Regions from separate parts of the Gossypium hirsutum genome. Here region 1 is linked to region 2. A link is a contact called in public Hi-C data. All regions are on one chromosome and are shown on one strand. Each heading gives the region's core, a stretch centred on a gene start, on an enhancer-like site or on the middle of the called end of the contact. The rest is flanking DNA. Distances are from core to core; before and after follow the strand shown. Region 1 holds the start of LOC107897210. Region 2 holds the start of LOC107897224 (molybdate transporter 2).

The links. Hi-C and Micro-C count contacts between places; a contact is called where the count stands out from the background.
Region 1: a contact with region 2 is called in a Hi-C map of leaf, with 2.0 times the contacts expected there. The contact joins the promoter of LOC107897210 here to the promoter of LOC107897224 in region 2. A contact is called at or near these places in 4 of 34 Hi-C or Micro-C datasets (all in leaf).

Annotation. Positions count from the first base shown.
Region 1 is chrA10:12,301,245-12,309,038 of Gossypium_hirsutum_v2.1, reverse strand. It overlaps LOC107897210, which reads right to left and starts at 3,398. Exons shown (of 2, transcript XM_016822573.2): 1 at 2,763-3,398; 2 at 820-2,658. The coding sequence starts at 3,167. The coding sequence ends at 2,041.
Region 2 is chrA10:12,495,171-12,501,895 of Gossypium_hirsutum_v2.1, reverse strand. LOC107897224 (molybdate transporter 2) reads right to left here and starts at 5,214. Exons shown (of 1, transcript XM_016822597.2): 1 at 3,302-5,214. The coding sequence starts at 5,144. The coding sequence ends at 3,732.

The sequences.
Region 1 (7,794 bases), core at 2,149-4,648, 190 kb after region 2:
TATATAATTAACGGTTGAAACTCTTTTTTACATAAAATGAATAGTTAAAAATTTTAATTTATTTTAAACTTAACATACTTTATCTACATAAATAGAACATGAAATATGATGGTTTGTTAAATATTAAAGCATTTTTATTGTATTCAATATACAACATAATTAATGGCTAAAAAATATATACAATATCATTTTACTTTCATATTATTAATACCAAGCAATATTATTTAAAATAATAAATGAGTACCAATAAAAAGTTCCTAATCATTACTAAAACATTTATACAAGTTATAAAAACTTAATATATTATAAATTAAACTCTTCGCTATTCAATTTTTATTTTTTCTTAATAAGGTATAACTATAGTATATTTGTAAAATTATATATATATAATTAATAATAATGATGAAGATGATGCTGCATTTAATTGAGAACCACTAAAATTTCTAAGTTGCCCATGAACAAATACCATAACTTGGTACAAATGGACAAACAAGGAGATAATACGTCCCAACTATGACATCCAAGTCAACAAACATGCTCCACATGAAACACCAGACTATATCTCACCCTATCACAAACCAATCTCAAATTTAAAACACCTACAAAACACACAAATGCACTTCACACATCTGAAAAGGAATTTGGGTTTTAGATTACCATAAATTATAGTGGTGAATGAATTTGAAAATCAAATATTTGCGAGTCTTAATTAATTATTGTATAGTGGGTGCATTTCATTCTCAAAAATTAAAATAAGTGATGGTAACATCTTCTTGTCAATACTCAAGCATTAAAGTTAGAAGCCTTTGCAAAAAAATATGAATCGATTATCGATATATATACACACATTTATTTAATCATATTGGATATGCACAGTCTAGAGATACAAAACTTTCCACTATGGGATATAACTTCAATTCTCATGTACTCTATAGAAGGGATAAGAAGAAGGGGAGGGGGAATAACAGATATGTCTTTCCATAAGTGCACTTGCAACCTATCAATTTACATGCTAACTGTAGGGCAGCTTTTAAGATTATCTTGTTTTTCTGCAGCAAGGAATACAATGACCTATACCAGCATTTCCATAGATAAATCAAAATTTTCAAATATTTTTAGAAATAATTCGTACCAAAAGCAGGGCTTAAGGGTTCCTTTAGGAATAAACCATGGATGTTGTCCCCTGATCAACAGCGAGAGATGACATATTCAATCCATCATGGCTTTAGAAGCAAAGTATTGATGCCTCCAACATTGCCATGAGATATTCTGAGAAAGCATCAAGATATTTCTCAACATTAATTCCATATGCTGCTGAAATAAGCAAGTATAACAATTGTACATCATCATGATATGATGTAGAACAGCTTCACGTACATAAACGGGGAATGTATGAAACACTAGCTAGAATCCATAAACTAGCCAGCACCACATCACAATTTCCAAGACCCCACATAGGGAACTAGAAAAAGGTCAGGTAAAGACCATGAACAAGGTCGAAGTAATCATAGAGGGCAAAATTGCACACATATGTATGCGCTGGGAAATACTGAAACAGGGTATTCATGTTACTATTTCTGGAACTTGAATTTGTATAAACTTATATTTATTTTAGGGAAACTGCTCTAGCAACAACAAACGTAATTCACCTCTTTGTATTTAATGAAACTCCACAGTTTCACAAGGGATAATAGAACTTACTGTGCTGAAATATCCACCCAACAATATACAAAATTTGCAAAAGGTCAAAAACAAAAATGAAAAGAATGCTTATATATATTACGCTAAATTAAAAACAAATGTTTGAAGGTTCAGTTGATTGTAGTAAAACATTAGGGGCTTGAATGATTACTTAGCTCAGGGGCCTTTTTTATACTTCAGCCAAAAAGGAATTACATAAAGAACAGAAGCTTCTATCGTGGAGATAGGAAAAGAAACTAATTACAAAATTGAAAATTTCAAGTATCCTTACAATATCTGCATCATTGGAGTAAAATATAACACTAGTGCATTACCAGATAGAAATGTTATTCACTAAACCTAGCAACAACTAATAAAAAACCTATTATCATCATGTCTCAACTTTCTTAGTTCCCTCAAATGCTCATCATTAGAAATATTAAGAGTACGACGTAGGTTGGTTACCTTTTCTTCTTTTTCCCAAGTCAAAGGACCAGAAGCATGCAATGCCCACAGAGCTTTCTGATAGGCATGCAGCTCCGACCTATGGAAATCGGTTCCCAATTCCACACTAGGGGAAACAGAACTTCCAGAACTTCCATCTTCCCCACAACACCTTTCAGAATATGAGTCAGCATCACTACAATAATCCTCCAAGTTTTCACAACCGTTTGTTGCATAACTAGGAGACAAGTTAAGACCATTATTCCCTAAACCACTACAACTACCAACAGACGATGTGCAACTCAAGGTATCATCAATTCTACGAAATGAAGAAGTCATACATCTTTCACCCAGTATATTTTTGGGATAAACAAATGCATCTACCTTTTCAGAAGCAGGACAAGGAAGCCGAACTATTAGTCTTTGACCACCAAAACTACCTTTTTCAATCACCTTCATCTTCTTTCCACCAGCTTCCGGAAAACCAAGCCAAGATCTTTTCCTCTTCGGTGGTCCACTGGAATTTGACGAGCCCTGTTATCGATCATAACAATTAGGGTAAGAAACAACGTCCCAACAAAAAAGGTTAAAGAAATATATTAAAATTTATTACTAAAAGAAAGGTTCAGGAGATTTACCTTCCCGACAAGGAGCCAGTTGCCGTCTTCCCAAGATTGTCGAACACGCAATCGAGATTGATGTGCTTTGAGTTGGCTCTTCGATCCAAGAATCCTGACAGAAAACATGTTGTTTCCACCGAAAACTCTAACGATCACCGCTGGTTTCCAACACAACTCGTCGAACACCTCCACGACGTCGCCAGGAACCCAATCGTCGGTCCCATTTATAGGAGGAGGGCAAGGCCTAATCGCTTTCCTCGGGACTCTCTCGACCAACGCCGCCTCGCCAGTGATCGGAAACCAACCATACTTGACGCAGTAAGTGTGGCCGTTGCCGGAGATAATCTCGGCACAGCGCCACGCGCCGGTTGGAACCTCCTTCATGGTTAATACCTCGACTTTGCTACCTTTCTTGAATCTCATGATTGGTGAATTTGATTTTTCAGTAAAAATTAAAAAAATAAATTGTTGAATTGAATTTTTGAGGAAGAAAACTCAAAGGAATTTTGGGAAAGGTCGTTGAAAATAGGTTTTTAAATTTATAATATTGGAAGTTGGGACCAGTTGGATTAGGAAAGTTGATATGATCGGACGGTGATAAAACAATAATGATGGGGCGTAAGGCCGTTAAAATTGGATGCTTCCGATTAAGTTAACGTTCCCAAATGGACTAACGGAGTCTTAATCTGTTATTTAGTAGGATTACACACGATTCAGATCGTGGCACTTTTTATGTTTTTTCTTATTAAAAAAATTTATACCATCACTCATTAAATTATGATAAATTTTTGTTTTGTCACTTAGGTAAAAATAATTATAATTTGATAACTAAATTATTTAAAATTTTTCATTAAATTATCGGGCTGTTAAAATTGATGTAATATTACTTTTTTTTGTTTGCACTGCCTATATTAATTAAAAACTCTTTTTCACCTCCTCTTCTACAGTTAAGTTTTTTTTTAAATAACTTTATATGTTGTGGATCTACTAACCAAATTCAAATAGATTTTTTCTCTAATCTCCAACACTAATCGTCAGATCAACTTAGATCTAAGGTATATTCTTCAACTCGTCAATGGGTATTAATCCATTGTACTGAACGTTGAATCATCACTTGAAGCTTGCCGGCGAAACTTAAAAAAAACATTTAAAAGCTCAATGATTTAAATAAAAACTTTAAAATAGTTCAATGACTTAAATGAAAACTTTTGAATAATTTAGTGACTAAATTATAATTTTTTTTAATTAAGTAATTAAAATCAAACTTTACACATCACTTAGTGACTAATAATGTAATTTACCTTAAAAATGAACCGCAGCTTTATTATTATTATAAGTAACTTTAAATTTTTATAATGCGAAAATAATGAAATTTTGTTTTATCAAAAATAAACTTAAAAATGCAAAACTTGAATTAGTATAAAAAAAATAGAAAATCAAACTCAGTCAAAATATAATAGATGATTAAAAAAATGCTCAGTTTGAAAAATCATTTAAATTTTTTAATTCATTAAAAATGAAAATTTTCGATATGTAAAAATTATTAAATTAATTTATTTTATTAAAAATTTGAAATAAATTATTCTCTTTTAAACTATTACATACTCAAATAATCATATTTAATTTTTATCTAAAATTATTTTAAATAATATACAATATTATATTAATAAAACCTAAAGTAATAAATAAATAAATTTAAAAAATTAATATTTATTTTTAAATTTAATTTATCAAGGTAATTAATATATAATTTTAAGTCAAAATTCTTGACCGAGTCATTCAAACTTTTTATATGAAGAAAAAAGGGTCAAAAGTATAATACAAGTCATAGAAAATAAAATATATTGTTAAACTATTAGCATTTGGTGTTTTTTTTTCTATAATTGGTAAACAAAATATATTATCTTTTATAGGATTGTTGTGATACATGCATTTCAGATTGGGTATTGTAAAAGTGATCAATATGTTCTCATTTTATTTATGAAATTCATGGATACATGATATTATTAAAATTTACTACCATCTATATTTGTGATTGGGAATCCTATTACGATAAGTTTTACCAAAGAAAAAATGAGAGAAATTTAGTATTATAAAATATCCATAAATTACTAGAATTATCATTAATATATTTTGGTTAATCTATATATATTGAAAAAAAAAAGCATTTGAGAAACTAGGCTGAAATTCTAAAAATTTATTAGTCTACGTTGTTTTTAGAGAGAGAAAGGAAAACACGCCTTGTAAGACGCATTTTCACTTAGCTAAATTTTTTTTTCCTTTTCTTATGTTTGGAAATTAGAAATTTGTAGATTTATTTTTATCTGTGTTTGAGATAGACATTGTTATAGTTTTAAGGAATGTTTGAATTTACGGTGGTGCCATGAAGTTGGGTGACCTATAAATTTTATCAGCCACATGAGTATGGTGCCATCACCCAAGAAGTTGGATCACGTTGCAACTCAAGATCCCAGTTAACGATGATTATACGATTTGGGGTTGAAGTGTAACTAGAGTTTCAAGTTTACAAAGGTTATGCTATCAAGGGATTAAGCATAAATGGGGTCGTAGTTGACGATGGTTATTCGGGCACGACAACAAGTTTCTTAACAAAAGAAGATGCTTTATAAAATTCAAATATAAATACGAGGGAGAAAAACACAATGTCGTTTCAATATAATCAAGTAATGTGTCTTATCCACAACCACTGAAAGCAGTGACCCCGTTATTATAACTTGTGACAACATTAGAGTGTAACATGTTATATTAACAAGATCATCGCCTTCGGTAGAGATGGACAATACGAATAACTTGATTATACTAAAAAGTCCGTTACATTTTTCTTCCTCGCACCTATGTTTAAGTTTTATGAAACATACTCTTTTGATGAGAAGACTCATTATCGTGCCCGCATTAGCACCGTCGACTACGACCCCATTTATGCTCCATCCATTGACAGCACAAGCTTTGTAAACTTGAAGCCTTAGTTACACTTCAACCCAAGACGATATAATCATTGTCAACTTGGTGTTAGATCTGGTGTCCTAAGTGTTGTATATTCGTTTGTAAACTTGTAATTTTTCTGAACAGATTGATTAATAAAATTATTTGTGAATTAAATTAATATACTTTATATTATTGTCCTCACATGATTTTTGTACGCAAAGCAAAATAGAAGCAAATGTTGCTAATTGGTTGTCTAAATGTTTAACTAATACTAAGTGGTATTACGTGGTCGGATCATACTACAGAAAGATAGCTTGTATTAGTAGACGGATCTAAACATGTCCTTAATTTAATAAGAAATTAGGGAGATGCCTTGTCTTGGGCATCGGATCAGATGATTCCCAGAAGATAGAGACATAGATGTGATTAACTGGACTGATAGTACATCAGACAAGACCCAAGCATAATAGATCCTGAATCTGTTTATAGATTTATTCACTTGTGACGTTCATAGTGTGACACACCTAAATCCTGAGTGGATGGCAGACTATGTATGCATGACTTGTACACTTTGATGTAAGTAAAAGTCTGAGTTCAAATAGATAAAGAACTGAAAGTTGGTGCGTTGGGTATATGACTTCTGTAGAATGTAGCGTCATTCACAACAGTGGAATTTATAGCCCAAAACATGAGTAAATGATATCCTCTCATTGGCATTACATGGTTGATGGAAAGTAAACGTGACCACAGGTCGTCCATCTTTGTGATGGATGACTTGGTCACTATTTGATAGTGATTGACTTTTCATGAAAAAAGATGTAATGGCTACCACGAGATAAAATAAGATCATATTGGGAGAACGAATATTATCCTAAAGAGATCAATGATATCCTATAAGAATAACACACTTATGACAAGGTCATTGGACGAGTACTGAGTAATTGTTTTTGTAATAGTTTTTTATTGAGTAAATCTCAGTCATGATACTATAGTGGAATGACTTTATTACTAAATGAGTTTATAATTAATAGGCAAAAAGTCAGAACTTAATTATAAATCATTTGAGCCTCAACTACATATGTCAAATCGGTCCCTACGCTAGTTCGTTGAAACCAGAAATGAATTGCTTGATTGAATAGAATGAACGAAATGAATAAAAGAAGAGAAATGAGAGACATTCAGGAATGATTATGATTTTCTCCGAAATAGAGAAATGAAATCATTTGAAAATGAATGTAGGTTTCAAAAAATGGAAACTTGCAATCCTATATAGGATTACTTAAAAAAAATGATGGAAGAATGAGTTTATGTTTTTAGACTGTTTTAAAGCCCAAAAATGAAAATAAACCATTTGGTCATAGTGAACATGTTGAATTGTGACATACTTAATGAATTTTCTCAAAATTTTAATAAGGATAACATTGTTAAAATTATATCGGGGGGTAAATAGTCAAAATTTTATTAGAGTAAAATTGGGATGAGAAAATTATTTAATATGTAAATATTAAAGTTTATTTTGGGAAATAGAAAAACTGAATTGGTTTAGATCACATTACAGAGTACTGGGTTAAAAAGGCTTAGGAAGTACTCATAATTGGACTCAATGTGAGAGAGGCCCAAAACCCATTATGTAAAAAGGTGAGACAAAAAATCCTCGTATCATTAACTAGGGTTATCGCCCCCTATATCCTAGATAAATTAAGATATTGTTCCGTAGTGGAAATAAACTTCTACAACTCTACAAGTGTTAATGGAACAAATTAGTAAATAAAACAAATTCATTGATTTCATTAATATGCTTTATATAATTGTCCTCATGTGGTTTTTGCATGCAAATAAAAATAGAAGCGGATGTTGCTCGTTGGTTCTCTAATGTTTAAACTAATATTAAACAGTATTATGTGATCGGATCGTAATACGGAAAGACAACTTATATTAATAGACGAACCTAAACATGTCTTTAGTATAACTAGGAATGAATAAATTGATTGAAAGACTAATATGTTGTCTATCAAGTCCAATGGGGGAAATGCTTTGGGCATTGGAGCGGATGACTCTCAGAAGATGGAGACATAGATGTGATTAACTGGACTAATAGCATCAG
Region 2 (6,725 bases), core at 3,965-6,464:
AAGAAAGTTGCTGATGAACAGATCGCCACAGGGCACTTTGACTGCCATGCTTGTATTACTGTCTCAATCATACAAGGTGGAGGATCTACTAAAGACCATGATAAGGTAATTTTATAAGTCTAGGAAAGACCCTTGTCCCAGTGAGGTCAATGCAATGGACGGGGAAGAGCTGATTGGAAAATGCAGAAACTTTCTGCAGGAGAAGAGTATTTTGTTGTGTTCGATGATGTATGGAAAGAAGACTTGGGGAGAAGTACAATATGCATTGTTTGGTAATGACAAAAGCAGTAGAATTATGGTGACAACAAGGAACAGGAACGTTGCAGAGTTTTGCAAAACATCAGCACTTGTTCATGTTCGTGAGCTGAAACCTCTACCCTACAGTTGGCACAAGAACTCTTATGCAGAACAGCATTTCAATTCGACCAAGAGAAGCAACATCCCTTGGAGTTGAAGGATTTGTCTTTTGATATCGCCAAAAAATTCGAAGGCTTACCACTTGCAAGTGTGGCCATTAGTGGACTGCTGTCAACTAAAGGCCGAGATGTTGTTGAATGGCAAAGCTTGAACGATAGCCTCAAGGCACAGCTATAAAACAACCATCTCACGCGGATCAAAACAATCCTTTCCTTAAGTAATCACGATTTGCCTTACCATCTCAAATCCTGTTTCTTGTTTCTTGGCATGTTCCCCGTAGATTATGTTGTCAATTGTGCAAGATTTATTCGGTTGTGGATTGCAGAGGGCTTTGTGAAACAGCAGCAACAACAACATGATGCAACAGCTGAAGATGTTGCGAGACAATCCTTGACTCAGCTCATAAACAAAAACTTGGTTCATGTTGAATTGATCGATTTTAACGGCATGGTTAGAGAATGTCGAGTCCATGGTTTAATGCATGAGCTCATTCTTTCCAAGTCAGATGAACTTAACTTTTTCTTTCAAACTTCACCAACGCAATTAACAAATCTGAACCAGACAGCACGGCACATCTCAATCCAGAATATTGGTTCGAACAACTTGTCATCGACCATCCGTAGCTCAAAAGCTCATTCAATTATCTTTTTGCGGTAAAAGAATTCCCCAAATCCCTGCTCATGTCAATATTTGCCAATTTCAAACTCTTGAAAGAACTAGATTTTGAGGGAGCTCCATTGGATCGCTTGGCTGAGGAATTGCCGAATTGGGAAATCTGTTGCACCTGAAATACTTAAGTGTAAGAGATACAAACCAAAGTCCTTATCTGAGTTGCACAAACTAGAAACTTTGGATTTGAAACGTTCTCGTCTGCATCAGTTACCTTTTGAGATCAATAAGCTTTCCAATCTGAAGTATTTTATAGCCTACTCCGATACCAATTTTCAGATTCGACAAGGGGTGAAAATACATGGCAATGTTCAAAGTTTAAAGTCCATAGAAAAGCTTTATCTTGTAGATGTGGATGCAGGAAAGAGCTTTGATTTAGTTAGCGAGTTGGGAAAGTTGAAGAATCTAAGAAAGTTGGGAATCACCAACCTGAAATCAGAAGGTGGGATGCTTTGTGCAATGCTATTGAGCAAATGTCCCTCCATCAATCACTACAGATTATCTCAGCAAAAGAGGAGGAACCTCTGCAATTGCAATCAATGACATCTCCTCTTCTTTTGTATTGCCTTCGGCTTCAAGCACGATTGGAAAAGTTGCCCCATTGGATTTCCGATCTCAAGTGCCTAGTTCGGATTCGACTACTTTGGTCGCAATTATCCTAGATTCCTCTCAACATTCTTGGTGAATTGCCCAAGTTGTTGGAACTTTTTCTTTATAAGGGATGCAATGGAACACAAGTTCATTTCGAGAGTGGATACATTCCAGCACTCAAGATTTTAATCCTTGAGAAATTGGATAGGCTGAATAGATTGGCAATCGATGAAAATGCACTCCATCTTGTTGAACACCTCTTTATTGGGTCTTGTCAACAGTTGAAGATGCTGCCATCCGACATCTGCCATATCAAATGCCTTAGTGTGTTTGAAGTTAGTCTTATGTCCAAAGAATTTGTTAGAAGAATGCTACCAGGAGTTGATGAAGACCATTGGAAAGTTCAAAATATAGCAAATGTCCATGTCTACATCATCAACACTGAACAACAATATTTAGCCTACAAGCTTGGTGATTCTACCTTGTTAGACAGCTTAAATTAGAAGTAGAGGTACAACATTGCAGTTACATTTTTTAAATGTTATTTTAATAGTGAATTATATCGCTACGCGTATGTAGGTGTGGTTCTTATCTACTAATCCATGATGGTTCAATGCCTGAAGAAATCAACCAAAAACAGTGGTCCTTTCTTTTCACATCAAGGCTGGCTGGATGTACACCTTGCTACTTGGCGATAATTTGTGCTTGTGTCTTGTATTTTAATGTATCGTAGTCATGTTTAATGCATTTTGTCTTAAACCAAAAGCCGCTCATTCACTTGCACAATAATTTTGTTGCATGCTATCCACATTGATTGGCATAGGTCGTTTATGGGTCTGGGATTTCTTTCTACTTGAATTCGATGCTTTATTTGTTAATTCCAGGTCTAGGTGCATAGAGTAAGCTGATGGCTTAAGTTCGTTTGCCCGCTCTCCCTTCTATTAATCTATTTTGATTTTACTTCAAAAAAAATACCTTTGATGTACAAACATGTTATGCATTCTTCTCTTGTAACATGTAATTTTATGGATCATGTATGTTCAGGCAGCTTTAAGGTCGCTATTCAATGAAGAAACTAGATTAGAAGATATCCAACTTAAAATTAATAAGCGGTAAATGGAAAGACCCAACTTGAAAAGGGCCACAAACAATGTAGAATCTAACCAATGTGAGATACATCCCAATACCATAATATAGAGCAGAAATGTAGCTTCAGGCAATGGCTTCCTTTGCCTTGATTTCCAGCTTCAATTATTTTACATCATACCACTTCAGCTTCAGCTTAACAGAGTTCAGAGCAATAATATGTTCAAACATAACCTATGGCTATAACTCAGCATGTTTGCCAACAAAAGCTAATAACTACATTATGCTCTCCATCAAGTCTCAGGAATCCCTGAATCTTGAAAACTTTTCACTTCATTTGTTGGTAAATTTCGTTGAATCTCATTCAATTCAGTTCGATTTCTAATGCCGCAGAAGCATCCCACAGAAAACTTAAAATTGATCCACTACAGAAAGTTCTACCATCATCTTTCACTTTTGGTAAAAAATTATTCATTCTTGTCACTTGAGATTTCTAATCAACACATTCATCTGAAAACAATATTCTTACCCTTTAAACTATTGGAAAAGCAGGCAGTCCCTATAGATTCTGAACTCCGGATTCAACAACATAGAAGCACATGCTCTGATACCTATGATTTCTATAAATAAAATGAAAAACTTCCCCTAGGATACAAGTTTTAAGAAACTTGGCTTACCTGAACTAGTTTTCCAAGGAAGGTGATACATTAAACTTCAATTATTGTCGCAACAGATCGGGCAATATGCACCAATAAAATAATGTACTAACTGCTAGGCCAGAATTAAATACATCACAGTGGTTTATATTCTATCATATGCTTCTGGTAGTATTTTGCTAGTCTAGAACATACATATCAAATCTGCACAGGAATCTACAATATGATCTTATACTTGCATTTGAAAGATCAAAATTACCCTGCATAGCTTCATCATCCGACATACAGCATCCTGCCCAAATAAATGCAGTTTTAAGGAATTGAACTAGTTTCGGCATCAACGGTAGACTCAAACTTGAATTTGCTAAAACCAGGAGCAGAACCAGAATACTCCATTTTTCTTAGCTTCAGCAACAAAAACAGCAAAATCCCACACACGAACCCCAATGCAGCACTAGAACCTGTCAAAGACACAGCAGCACAAACCAACATGACAAAAGACTCCTCCTTTGAGTTCATATCCCTCGAGGCCATAGCCAACTCAATGCCGGCAAATAATAAAAGAACTCCAAGAATCCCTATAGGAAACTGATTCAAAATCCTAACAAAAGAGTTCCCAAATACCAAGCCAATTACCAACTTCCCTATCCCCAAATATACCACCGACCATCCACTCCTTGCCCCAAACCTATACTGACCAGCTAACCCACCCGCACCATGACACACTGGCATTGCCCCAAACCAACACCCCACCAAATTCATAACCCCTACACTCACTGAAACCTTGGCAGCAGACAGCTCTCTGTCTGGAAACAAATCACCAGACAACTTACAAACTGCAATAACTGAGTTCAATACAGACAGAGGAATTTGTGGCACTGCTCCTTTCAAAAACCCAACTTTCCAATCATTCCAAGTTATACTCAAAAATCCAATTTTTGATGGGCCGAACTTAATATCACCAAAAATTGAAGGATCGCGTATAAAACATAAAACCAACCCAAGTAGGAACACTATCAAAGCAGCTGGAATTGAACCCAAAATTCTCAACCTCTTTGAGTTTCTGCGACGGGGTTGGTCCTCATCAGATTCATTTCTATCATAATGATCCCCGGAGCCCGTGAAGATGACTAAAAAGAGGAGACTTGAAAGGGCCACAACAAGACCATCAAGACCCAACCAAGCCCGAGGGGCGGTAGCTTTAGAAGCTACGAAATCTTGATTGTAACGGATGTACTTGATGGCTGAGAAGGCAAAGGAGAGACCTTGAGAGAGCTGGATCCCGCGGACAACAGGGAGAGGGAGGAGACGGTAAAGGGTCGACATCAGACCGGTAGCCCCGAGAAGGAAGAGGACGGCTGCAGTAGAGGCACCAGCGGTGGCGATTTGGGAGGTGGTAAGGTGAGGGGTTTCGGAGACGGCAACGGCAGCTATGGATTTCATGGGTTGGACAGGCATGGGAATGTGGAAGAGTAGGCCAGTGGTTATGTTGTAAAGGGCAGTGAAGATGAGAGTTGTGGAGAGGTCTAAGTGGGAAACCAAGGTGAGAGTTAGGACAATTGGGATGAAAGTCCCCAAGTCTCCCACTGCTCCTGATAGTTCGGAGGAGAGGGAATTTTTCATGTGGAAATGACGACGCCACCATGGGTGATGTTGGGGGAGGAAAGGAGTGGTGCTGGTGGTGGTTGTGGTTGTGGAGGAGGAGGGAGGAGATTGTTGCTCCATAATCGAAGCACTAGCACTACTTCAGCGAGCTAGGACTGCTTGCGCTTTATCCCAAAATGAAATGCCTTTTCAAGTAGCGTAAACGACACCAATTACCATTAAAATTATATTTAAGTTATTCAACTTTGAAAATTACATAATTGTCACTAAAATTATTAAATTATTATATTTTAGTCACTCATCAGATTAAATTTTGTTAAAAAATGAAGTTACACATTAATTTAAAGAATTAATTACCAATTTATCCCATGAACTATAACTAAAATATCAATTTCATACTTTTAAAATCTGTTTAATAATTCTAAAAAATTTAAAGGCTAAACTATTCAGATTGTCACTGAAGTTTTAAAGTGTTCCTATTTTGTTCACCAGAATTTTTTGTTAATTTAGTCACCCCATTAATTGACATTTTTAGTTAGTCCACCATTAAAGTACATTGGTCACAAAAGAAAATGTTGACGTGACAATCTTTTGATTGTTATAATAACAAATTTAACCCTTAATAATTTACACATTCTGTAAATTTGGTCTTGGTTCTAAAAAAACTAACAAATTTAACCCTCAATATTTATAAATTTTGTCAATCTAGTCTAAATTCAAAAAATTATAGTTTTAAAAACTTGAAAATATATAAATTTTATTATAAAAAGACAAAATATTAAATATTAAAAATATATATATAATTACATAAAGGCTTAAATATGAATTTAGTTGAGGGGTTCAAATTAATAATTCTTTAGTTTTAACAAAAAAAAAATAGGGGTTCAACAAATTTTAACTCTCAATTTTTCTTGAATTCTTTAAATCAATCTTTTCTCTCTTTTTTTTTATTTAAACCCCGTCAAGCTAAATGAGTCACTTGAATTAATTGCTTGAGCCAATCACTACCAAATCCAACCAACACCATGATCAAACAACTAGTTTAAGGGATGCAAATGAAAAAGCCTTTACTTATAGAAATATGTCTAGCTCCATTCCAATGGTAAATTGTAGGGCTTTAAGGGACTTAAATGCTTAAGGCTAAGCGGTGCTTCACTGATTGACTTTTTCTCATTAAAAGAAAATGCGAAATCGATTTTGGGTATGTCTGTAAAAAAACCAAATTTGGGTGTGGGTTTAATGGTGAGTGCTCAACAAACGGATGAATGTTTTTTTATGAAGTTTCTCTTTTGTTTGGTTGAATAAAAAATCTGGTAACGAGAATGAAAATTTTTTCTTGTAATTTTTTAACCACAATGTTGTGCGATTGCAATGGATTTTTCATGTTTTTGAATTATAACTAAGAAAACTTTACTTACTTTGATTTTTGGTTTTGATTGATTATTTTTTGAATGTTTTATGTTTTTGAATATTTTATTTATATTTTTTTGTGAATTTTTAGAATTTGGACTAAATTGAAAAGTATGTAAACATTAAGGGTTAAATTTATTGATTTTTTTAGAATTAGGACTAAATGGAAATTAAGTCTTTATGTAATTATATATATTTATGTCTTTTTTATAATAAGTTATATATATTTTCTAGTTTCTAAAATTATAAAATTTTTAAATTTTTAGATTTGGACTAAATTGACAAGATGTG